Regions from separate parts of the Mus musculus genome. Here region 1 is linked to region 2. Evidence: chromatin contacts called from public Hi-C data. All regions are on one chromosome and are shown on one strand. The core of a region is the stretch at or near the end of the contact, and the rest is flanking DNA. Distances in the headings are between cores, read along the strand shown. Region 1 holds the start of A430057M04Rik (RIKEN cDNA A430057M04 gene). Region 2 overlaps Kat6b (K(lysine) acetyltransferase 6B).

What was found. A called contact is a pair of places that touch in the nucleus more often than the background predicts.
Region 1: a Hi-C map of uterus shows a contact between it and region 2, with 2.1 times the contacts expected there. The contact joins the promoter of A430057M04Rik here to the enhancer-like site in region 2. A contact is called at or near these places in 1 of 484 Hi-C or Micro-C datasets (uterus), 1 of 115 datasets of contacts at active chromatin or transcription factors (microglia) and 2 of 9 other capture datasets (adipose tissue and liver).

The regions. Positions count from the first base shown.
Region 1 is chr14:21,844,848-21,850,662 of GRCm38.p6, reverse strand. It overlaps A430057M04Rik (RIKEN cDNA A430057M04 gene), which reads right to left and starts at 3,085. Exons shown (of 3, transcript NM_176925.3): 1 at 1,584-3,085; 2 at 926-1,029. The coding sequence starts at 1,792. It overlaps Comtd1 (catechol-O-methyltransferase domain containing 1), which reads left to right and starts at 1,753. Exons shown (of 7, transcript NM_026965.2): 1 at 1,753-1,884; 2 at 1,995-2,122; 3 at 2,348-2,453; 4 at 2,543-2,661; 5 at 2,736-2,790; 6 at 2,916-3,049; 7 at 3,236-4,802. The coding sequence starts at 1,791. The coding sequence ends at 3,388. Vdac2 (voltage-dependent anion channel 2) reads right to left here. Exons shown (of 10, transcript NM_011695.2): 10 at 4,784-5,517. The coding sequence ends at 5,426.
Region 2 is chr14:21,628,228-21,633,233 of GRCm38.p6, reverse strand. Kat6b (K(lysine) acetyltransferase 6B) reads right to left here. Exons shown (of 17, transcript NM_017479.3): 9 at 4,306-4,421; 10 at 1,771-1,912. Among named protein-coding and RNA genes, the nearest start is that of Dupd1, 84 kb to the left of the region's middle. Within about 2 kb of position 1,268, at least 9 of the 459 cell types and tissues checked have an H3K27ac peak or open chromatin away from gene starts, as enhancers often do. A contact at or near this core is called in uterus, where this site is marked.

The DNA.
Region 1 (5,815 bases), core at 1,836-4,335, 220 kb before region 2:
CAAGGGATGGCTGGGTGTTGAGCACCTGGTACCCAGCAGGTGCTAAGTAACAGCTTCCGGTTGTCACGTTGTTATCACTGGCCGCAGTGTGGCCCCGTTGTTATCACTGGCCGCAGTGTGGCCCCGCCAGCACGTATTTAGTGCCTGCTGTGTGCTCAGCCCTAAAGGAACTCACATTTCTTCGGGCCTTACCTGGAGAGCATGACTCAAACTCAGAGATATTTTCAGGACTCTCAAGTCATTGAGAGTCAACAAGAAGAAAGAGCTTGTCTAAGGGGCCTGTTCCAGGAGCAGTTAGGAGAAGCAGCTGAGATCCCGCCCTGCCCCTAGAGAAAGTAGGTTCCCCTCCTGTTTGCCTGCACCCTGCACAGATGCTGATAGGTCAAGAAGCCAGTCTACCCTGATTGTGATTGGAGACCTGCCCTCACCTCCGAGGCCCGGGATTCTAGCAGCATTGGCTTCAGTTGGCCAGGTCTAGGGCTCTCTCACTGATCCTGCACCTGTCTGCCTGCCTCCGGAGGGTCTCCGGGCCTGGCCAGTGTTGTTAAGAAACAGACTTCCAGGGCAACCACCTCTGAGGCCCTGTGGACTCCAGCTCTTAAAGACAGCACCAATAGCCTACTAAGCCTGTGTGTGAGGCACACTGTGCGGGTGTTTTCAACCGGAACTCCATCGGGTGTTGTGTGCAGTGAGTGTTGTGAAATATAACTCTGCAAGACAGTATTCTTGGTGGCCCGAGGCAAGGTGCACCCCTGAGAAATTACACTGTGCAACAGTTCTGGTATAAAGGGGGTTTACTGGGAGAAGAGGACTAGAGGCTGGCAAGTGGCTATGTAGACAGACAGATGGGAATGAAGCCAGGGGAGGGGGGAAGGGGGCCAAAGGACTGGAGTGGGGTGGGGGTCTTTTTATCTGTGGCACATACCTGTCGTACGTGGGGGGCGGGGCAGGTGATGCCTTAAGCAATTGCTAGGTCCCTGAGGGCAGGTCAGCAGAGTCTCCTGTGAGCGAAGTCTAGAAAGGATTTCACTGTAGAAAAAAGAGGGACAGTAACACTTGAACTGCATTCCAGTTGTACCTGTCCAGTTGTTTCCAAGTCATAAACTACCACAGTCTTTTGCTTCCACCAGAGTTCAGCATATAGTAGATATTCAATAAATGTCTAGGGAACACCGGTCTAGCAGATAGCCTTGCAAGGGGAACTCAGCTGCTGCCTGCCAAGATGCTACCGCTTCCCAAGGAACCCTCTCTAGCCAATGACCATAACAGCAAGTACCACTATTGAGCACCTACTATGCGAGGAATCCCGTGCCTATCGTAGTAAGGCTGTAATACCTGCTTTACAGAAAAGAAACAGACTCGGAAAGACGGACCGTCACACAAAAAAGCTACACCCAGCATCCCAGCCACTAAGGATACTGTCTTGGAAACCAGGTGACTCTAAACCAGGTTCTTGGTTCCTTTAACTTGGGCACCCCTCCAGCAAGCATTCCCGAGTCTCTTTGGATTCCTCCATTAGCCACACTCACTTTATCCCCTCTCCCCATGCTCACAAGAGCCCTGGTGCAGAGATGACTCCATACCCCGACGCAGTTCCGCATGCAGCCACCGGGTGGCGAGATGTTCTCAGCCTGACCTTGCAATACGGCCATGTGTCACCAGATGGTGCCCGAGGACGCGGCTCTGTGGGCAGGGCCCGGACAAGGTGGAGCCCTGTCGGCTTACTGGTCCCAGTCCCATCCTCGCTACTCCAGCACACGTGACCTCCGCCGCCGCTGCTAACCTGCACCATGGCTCAGCCCGTCCCTCGGCTATCTATCCCAGCCGCACTGGCCCTGGGCTCGGCCGCGCTGGGCGCCGCCTTCGCTACTGGTCTCTTGCTGGGTGAGCTGGGCTGGGCTGCTGCAGTCCGGGGAATGGGAGGAGGGCGCGGAGAAGAGCCGGAGAACCCGGTCAGAAATGCAGGCCCTGACTCGGCACCCTCTCCCCGGCAGGGAAACGGTGGCCTCCATGGGGGTCCAGGCGGCAAGAGCGCCTGCTGCCACCTGAGGACAATCCCCTGTGGCAGTATCTGCTGAGCCGCTCCATGAGAGAGCACCCGGCGCTGCGGAGCCTGCGACTGGTCAGTAGGACTGGGACCGAGAACCGGCTCCCCACTTCCAGCGTGGTGGACCTCACGTGGCTGTGTGACCTTGAGCTAGGCAGAAACCCTCTCTGGGCTTCCGGGTTCCCTGAGACCTGTCCCCTCTAGGCCACACCCGCCACCGAGCCCCTGAATGATTCAAAACCTCAGGGGGGAGGTGGGGGGGGTGACTGGTATGAATGGCACCTCCCTCTCCCCACACAGCTGACCCTGGAGCAGCCGCAGGGGGATTCCATGATGACCTGTGAACAGGCCCAGCTTCTGGCCAACCTGGCGCGGCTCATTAAGGCCAAGAAAGCTCTGGATCTGGGTAGGAACACGCAGCCATGGTCTCTGGAAACCAGGGTCACAGGGCAGCCCTGCACCCTGAACTGAGCTTGACAGTGTCCCCTTCCACAGGTACTTTCACGGGCTACTCGGCCCTGGCCCTAGCCTTGGCGCTTCCGGAGGCTGGCCGCGTGGTGACCTGCGAGGTTGACGCAGAGCCCCCGAAGCTGGGACGGCCCATGTGGAAGCAGGTGAGAGCCCCACACCTGCGGCCGTTCGGGCTCCGGCTCGGGGGCGTGCCGGCCTGACCGGCCTCCTTCCGCAGGCAGAAGTGGAGCAGAAGATCGACCTTCGGCTGCAGCCCGCCCTGCAGACATTGGGTGAGCACCAGTGCGGGAGGGACCCAGACAGCACTGTCCAACCCCGGGGAACAAAACTGGCGACCCTGAGCAGCCCGCTGAGACCCTAGCTCAGCCAGCGGCACATGCCCTCTGTCCCTGTTAAGATGAGCTCCTAGCGGCGGGCGAGGCCGGAACCTTCGACATAGCCGTGGTGGACGCGGACAAAGAGAACTGTACCGCCTACTACGAGCGCTGTCTGCAGCTCCTACGTCCCGGAGGCGTGCTCGCTGTACTCAGAGTAAGGACTAGCTAAGGCAAAACTGCTGCTTCTTGTGGCTGGGTACCCACTCTTCTCAGCTCTTCCCACCCCACCCCCCAGCCCCGCCCCAAAGCCCACCCAGAGTATCATAGGTCCCGCCCCTCCTGGCTAAAGCTCTGGGTCGGCTACCCCCCACTTCCGACGGCCCCGCCCCTCCATCTGTAGGTCCTGTGGCGCGGAGAAGTGCTGCAGCCTCAGCCCAGGAACAAGACTGTTGAATGTGTGCGGAACCTGAACGAACGCATCCTGAGGGACGCCAGGGTCTACATCAGCCTCCTGCCCCTGGATGATGGCCTCTCCTTGGCCTTTAAGATCTAGGGTTAACACGAAGCTTAGGGCCTGGGTGTGAGAACCTAAGACCCCCAGCCAGTGACCTGACTTTTAAACCTGACAATAAAGGTACTGGACACGCGACCTTCTGAGCATCCTCTTCCAGCGTTCACTTGGTGGAGGGTTCCCTCCCTGCAGGTCTCCCTGGCACCAAGGCTTGTGGCCTTATCTGACCGCATAGTTTTAATAAATTGTCCTAGCTGTACTCACTGAGTAGAGTTCCAACAGGCTTGGATATAAGGGAAGACCCTATCTGTCTCTGGCCTCCCAGCCACATGCCACAGAGATGTCGAGATAGGGCCTTTTATAGCTGGCAGTCTACTCATGTTTTCACAGGGCTGAAGCCTCCCCAGCCTAACTTGTGTGCAGTGGAAGCCCAGACTACAGGACCTAAGGTTGGCTGGCATTTCTATCTGCTCCCTCATCCCCTTAAGTCCTAAGGGAGGAGACTGATGGCCAAGGTGCAAAGCAGACAGAGTGGGAAGCCAACCTCATTCAAGAAACCTCAGGAACTTGAAGCTTTTGCAGCACTGTCCTTTTGGGGGACACTATAAGGAGCCAACCTTTATTGACCTGAGGCCTGGTGCTTTGCTGCTCTAGAAGAAAGGTAAAGTTCTTTGTACTGAGGCAGAAAGGACAGTTTCTGGGACACCACAGGTTTGCCACTCTGGGGTAAGAAAGGCCCAAGTGATGTGCACTTAGCAGCTGCTACAAGTACAGATGTGTGAGCCCACAACTGAGTCCCTGCCACACACCACCAACCCTCTGGGGACTAGCTGTGCCCTACCCCTTCTTCACAAGTCACAAGTACATACTGAGGTGCACACAGGGGACCTGGTCCAATCCATTTTGAAGTGCCTTTGATGCACTGGTAGCCCACATGAGTCCACTCGCTCAGCAGAGCCAGCATGAAGAACACTTGTTAGCTGAGGGTCACAGGGCAGTAACATGCACCATTTCTATTGGGTAAGTCCCAAAGTACCCATTTTCTTAGCTGTCCTCTCAAGTTTAAACTACACCTCAGAAGTGACACTCACCTCTCACCTGTGACACACCACCTCCCCAGGGAAGCTGGCACGGTCCTACTTTTCCAACCAGGATCACTAGGTAATACATATCACCCAGGTGATGGCGAAGGGGGCTGCCTGGTCCAGACCCCAGCTCAGCTTTTCAACGCTGTCAATAGAAGAGAATGGTGCCCACTTTCTCCTCTCTTGGCCTGTTGCTTCCATCTACCCAGGCTCCACTTTCTGTAGCGTGGCTCAGAAGGAAGGGGATGCATGCCTATTTAGCCACTCAGCACCACCCCTGCATCTCCCTTCATCATCCATGGGTTAACAGTGATTCACTCTAACTTTGCACAAACTTAGAAACTGCAGAGTATTAAAGTATGTATCCTTGTATTTTATTGTAATCTCAAAGACCTCGTGGATTATGCTAGGGACACAAGGAATTTGGTTGCACAGGTTTAGGTAAAGAGCAAAATGCTCACCAGAAAAAAGTATTTGCCAAGAAGATTAGACCCTAGGCTGGCAATCTGTAACTGCACATACGTGAGCCATTAGTTATGTACACTTGTTTTATTCATAATTTGTCATGTTTGGGGTTACCAAAGTAATTCTAATGATGGGTGAATATAACAAAAAAAAATCTTTTACCTCATCTTAAAACAGCCACTGATCCATCTCATTCAGTACAATAGTCAATGTTAAAAGGAACATAAAACAAACATGCACACCATGGCACGGTTTTCATAAACGTCTATTTCATCATTGGTGGGTAGCACATTTAACAGTTAAATACATTTAAATAATGTATAGGGGGCCGCACCACGGCAGCACTGATAACCATCCAACTAGGAACCAGCCAACAGTGACTGTCTAAATATTTAAAATACAGCTCTTGCTTCATCATCCTTTGATGTGATCACCTTCTGGGGGAAGGAAGGGGAGCCTGCTGGTCGCATGGAAATATATTAAGGCCAAATCTTCTGATATTCGTTCCCAGAGGTTTCTTTTAACTGGATTAAGCCTCCAATTCCAAGGCAAGCCCAAGTTTGTGGCCTCCAGCATTAAAGCTCTTCCCGTCTACCAGAGCAGACAGTGTAAGCTTCACACCTGTGAACAAAGCAAACCACCATGATGGGCCTGAGAGCACTCCACCCTGCCGGCCCTTCCTCAGCACGCAGCCTCCACACTGACTCCAGCCAGCAGAGAGCACCTAGATCAACAGTGGTGCTAAAAACTGATGGTCAACACCATCTGAGGGCACAGGGAGGTTAGTAATAAATAACAAGTTCAAAATGCCCTAAAAGCCATGTTCTAAAAACCGTCTTCACTGGACTACTCAGACTAAATTAACACTGGAGACCAGATCACAACTGAAGCCTAAAAGAGGCACCCAGGGACACAGGAC
Region 2 (5,006 bases), core at 19-2,518:
TCCTCCACACCCTCAGTGTAGGAATGAACTACACTCCTGGGCGACTTTCATCTCTGTGCTTTCAAACACATGTCTAACAAGACTGATTATCCTGCCCAGATGACTTCCTGATAGATTAGAGCGTCCACACACAGCCTTACTCATGATGATTTATTCAATAATTACTTAAGGCAAACAATGTGTTTTGCTGTCTGGGAAAAGATGAACAGTCGTTTCAATTTTCTTTCGGTTGGAGGAAAAGCATCCAGGGCACGAGGAAAGGACCAAACAGTAAAGCTGGCACAACGCAAAGGCTCCCTGAGACCAACTCTCTCCCCTGCCTTCTTGGGGCTGCCTGAGTGGCAGCCCGACAGTACATCAAGTGGGGTAACCTGTACTTGGTATCCTTCACCTCCCACCCTCTTTCTGCTCAGATATGTGGCTGCTGAGGCATTTTTGGTTGTCACGAATGGACAGGAGGCACCAGCAGCAGCAGCCAGGAGGTAGACGGCAGGATGCTGCTAAACACCTTAAAAAGTATACTACAGTTCCTATGCAATATATTATTCAGCTTGAAATGCCAGTAGTACTCAGGCTGAGCAGCCTGTGCTTGGCCTTTAATAAGAAGTAATAGCGCAGCCTCACAAAGAATTCCACTTGCCCTTCAAGCTCACTAGAAAGAGCAGGAAGGTGCTTAAAAAACACCACAGCAGTAGGTACCTGACCAGTCTAGAGAGGGAAAGCCCTGCCTGAGAAGCCTCTTAGACACATGGGAAACTGATGACCCTCCCTTATTATAATGGAGGGACACTGGAGGCCAGAGCAAACGGCAGCTGTGCAGCAGAATGATACACAGCAACATGAGCACTGGAAAGAGAAAGGACACTGGTTTTCAGAAAAAGAAGACATCATGTCTGCCGTAGGAGGAAGGCTTGATCTGAGACCCTGAAGAGTAAACAACACACCAGGATGGTAACAAAGAGGCCAATACAGCAAAGCACAGAAATGTGCAGCTACAGTGAGGAGGATTAATGCCGAGAACGGACAGTGACCCTCTGAACAGACAGGACCACCAAAGGAGAGCCTGGAGTCCTCAGTATACAGCTGATCAGCTAAGCTAGATCCCCGAGCCTGGCAGCAGAAGCCTGGCTAAACAATGAAAATAAAGCAGAGACTTTCTGCTACTACGTCTGCTCTGAAAACACAAAATATCTTCAAGAAACCTACAATGAGACCCAGGAACACAGGGCTTCCTGGGAACGGCAAGGTTCTCTAGGGTAGCTGTCCACAGAGACTGGGGAAGAGTCCCAACATCTGCTGGGATCTCGCCCAGAGGATTTATCCACCCTGGCAAGAACTGGACAGAAGCACAGGTGTTTGTGTGCTAAGCAGATACGTACAGCTGCTCAATTCCCTGGAAGAGGGAGTACCTGCCAGACACTGGCTGGAGCTGCTAAACAAAGCTAATTCCTCCTGCCAAAGAATGTGGAATTTACAAAGAGCCAAGGAGACCACTAATTCACTGGTGCATACTGTGCTGTAGAAAGGGATTTTAAAAAGCCCCAAAAAAGTTGATGTGATGAAGTAAGAATTCTTCATCAGTCTAAATGGTTGCTTAATGTAGTCAGATAAATATGCTAAACCATGGCGCTATCTTAAAGAGCAGTGTGAATTCCGATGCTAAGATTGAATACACACTGTGCTATCTATACACAAACCATCCAAGCACACAGTCAACAGTTAGGAATATTAGGGTTCAAAAAGACCATGTTTTTGTTTATACTTGCTTACCTCGAATACTGAAAGGTCTTTCCTTCGGTAAATCTCATTGGCCGGAGGATGAAACCATCCACACTTCTTTGAGTGTCTTAGCAAAATATTTTTACTCTTCATATATTTAAGACAGAATTCACACAGGTAAAGCTTTGGTAATCTGTCAAAGTTTAAAAATCAGAAAGTCTATTAGAGTGACTATACTGTTCAAGAGAGAAAAGCTAAACATTGTTCAATGTTTTCTAGACATAAAATGGCTATAAAATCTTTTGAAAACATTTTCAAAAAGGGAAAAAGAAGCCAGGTATAGTGGCATATAGCCTCAACCCCAACAGTCGGTCTCAGAGGCAGGAGGGAAGGGTCTCTGTGAGCTTTAGGCCAGCTTGGTCTACACAGCTAATTCCTGACCAGCCAGAGCTACACAGTAAGAGCCTGTCTCAACACAACACAATACAACACAACAAAACAAAACAAAACGGCAGGGGGCGGGGTGTGGAGAATCCAGTAATAAAGAAATATAAAGACCTTAAAATATTTTAAATAAAGCTTATAATAATGTGTTCTTATTTTACTCTATGACCTACCATCAGGTTTTTCAGGCCTGAAAAATCAACAATTCAGAATGCTATTCTTTAGTGTGACCAAGTATATTTTTAAAAATTCAGATTTAATGCTGTATTTTTAAATATTCTTAATGCAGACTGCTGTACCTAGAGTAATATTTTATTTATAAGTGAATTTATTATCTTTAAAATGATATGGATATCTATGAGGCAGAGGTCCTAAAAGGTGGCTTTTATTTCTGCCTCTGGATGAGGAAGCTATATAATGTAATAGTCTAAAGTAGTGGACGCAAGTCCGACAGTCAAAAGCTCACATTTGTTTCCTACCAATTCCACTGCTGCTTTAATTCTTAAATTAAGAAGTGTTTTGGGTTTTTGTCTGCAGTGTTATATTCTTAACTCAGTTATCTGCACTCAGTGCTACAGAATCACTAAGCACACGCTCTTTAATCTTCAGAAAGTAACAGAACTGTTTACATAGCACCAACAAAGGGCTGAGGCATGCTAACACCCATTTTATAGACATCCACTTCAGTGATCCGGCCATTAAATCTTTCCAGACACTTTAAGCTATATGCACATATTACACAGATATGTAAACTATGCACACACACATACGTTTATGTACATACGTGGTATCAAGTGTTAGGTAATAGGTATATTTGTGAGGTAGACACAGTCCTTACTCTCCTATCGACCTCATTTTTATTCATGAAATCTCAGCTAAGCTGGTCTTCCACTGAGACTTAGAATAATCATCTTCTTCTTCTTCTTCTTCTTCTTCTTCTTCTTCTTCTTCTTCTTCTTCTTCTTCTTCTTCTTCTTCTTCTTCTTCCTTCGCCTTCTCCTTCTCCTTCTCCTTCTCCTTCTCCTTCTTCTTTAACAAAACCATTTTTGAGATGTAATCTCACTTTGTAGTTTTGGTTGGGAGGGTAAAGCCCCAAGATTCTACTAATACCATGTGACTTGATGTGGGCATCAGAAGAAAAGAAATGTTGGGTGATATAGTTGGTTGCTAAGACACTCTAATCTTAGTTCAAGAAAAGCAGGAAACTGACAACAATTTCTGTTATTTTTAGAATGTTGGCTGTAAATGGCTTTGAGTGACTTGGGAAGGGTCTCTGAAAGTTACCTGCCACCTACTACTTCCTCCTACTTTTTCTATTTTGCTTAATTTCTGGGAGAAGAACCACGAAAAAAACAAGGGATGAGAAATTATTGATAAAACCTATATCCTTAACTAAAAGACAGCCAGTGTAGTGAATATATCAAGCACCTCTAACCGACCGTTGTTTTCTCTGATTTGTTCTATATAAAACCAGCAATTGTCCTACTAACCGAACAAAAACAGGATGGCCTCAAAAGTCAAAGAAAAGTTTATTTATCTCTGTTTTTTGTTTGTTTTTTCTGGAGACAAGCGTTTTTTTGTGTAGTCCTGGCTGTTCTGGAACTAGATCTGTAGACCTGGCTAGCCTTGAACTCAGAGATCTGCCTGCCTCTGCCTCTGCCTCCTTGAGTGCTGGGATTAAAGGTGAGTGCCACTACCTCCTGGCTCAAAGAGAAATTTACAGTACCCGTGGTTCTTACGAGTTAAGGAATATACACAAACAGTACAAACACACTACAAAAGTACGCTAATGGCAAAGACTTCTGCCTGACTACCAAAATTTATGTTTGTTTATTCACTCACTCACTCACTACTTTTTGGAGACAAGTTCATGGCTATCAACAGAATATATACTGACAAAATGGCCTTCAACCTCTGACCTTCCGCCTTAACTCCAAGGCGCTCACGAATAGGTGCTCACACCATGACCTGTTTTCCGTGGGGCATGGTGATGGAAGCCAGGCATACTCAGCAAGCACTCTCCCAGCTGAGCAGCATCCCTGTACCCAAGTGTACTTCTCCTCTCTCCTCAAAGCATTTCACTTCTGCTGTAGAACAGAGCTCCCCAGGCCTTCCCACACAGCCGCCAGGCTCCGCCCCTACCTTGCATATTCCTGTGGGTAAGGCGAGGAGTACCAGGTTTGGATCTCGTATTTCCCGAACTCTATTACTGAGGGGTACCGACCACAGTCTTCCACTCCACTTTCACACTCTATTTTCTGATAAACAACAACAACAACAACAACAACAAATCATGATAAAATACAAATTCCAAGAAAAGAGAGTATTTCATTTACATGGTTTCTTCTTTTTCATTTGAAGCTACCCAAACATGCCATTGATCTTAATTAGTTAATTTTTATATTGTTAAGACAGATAACATTAAGCACCTTTGTACAAAATCTGTATGCACGAAAATAATATCCAACAAATATGACAAATGGGTTATAAGTGTGTGATGCAAGTAAATTCCAAAGTCTATAGACCTGGGTATAACAACAAACTGCAATGCATCCGACTGCAAGTAGGAGATGGCGCAGCTGCTGCTCCATCCCTTGCCGGTCCCTGCTCCGACAGGAAGCTGTATGTCAGCTCCTGCGAGTGATCACGAGTGGAGAAGCCCTGTTACTTCTCCTTCTGCCATGAAGCAAGCTACATGAGATGAGGCTGTGCAGTCACGGTGGCAGCCTCAGTGTCTACCATACTGTCTGGCAGATATAAAAGGACATACATCTTGAATACAACCCCTAGCTTTGGAGCTGGCAAGATGGCTTAGGTGAGGTGTTTGCTGCCAAGATGGATAA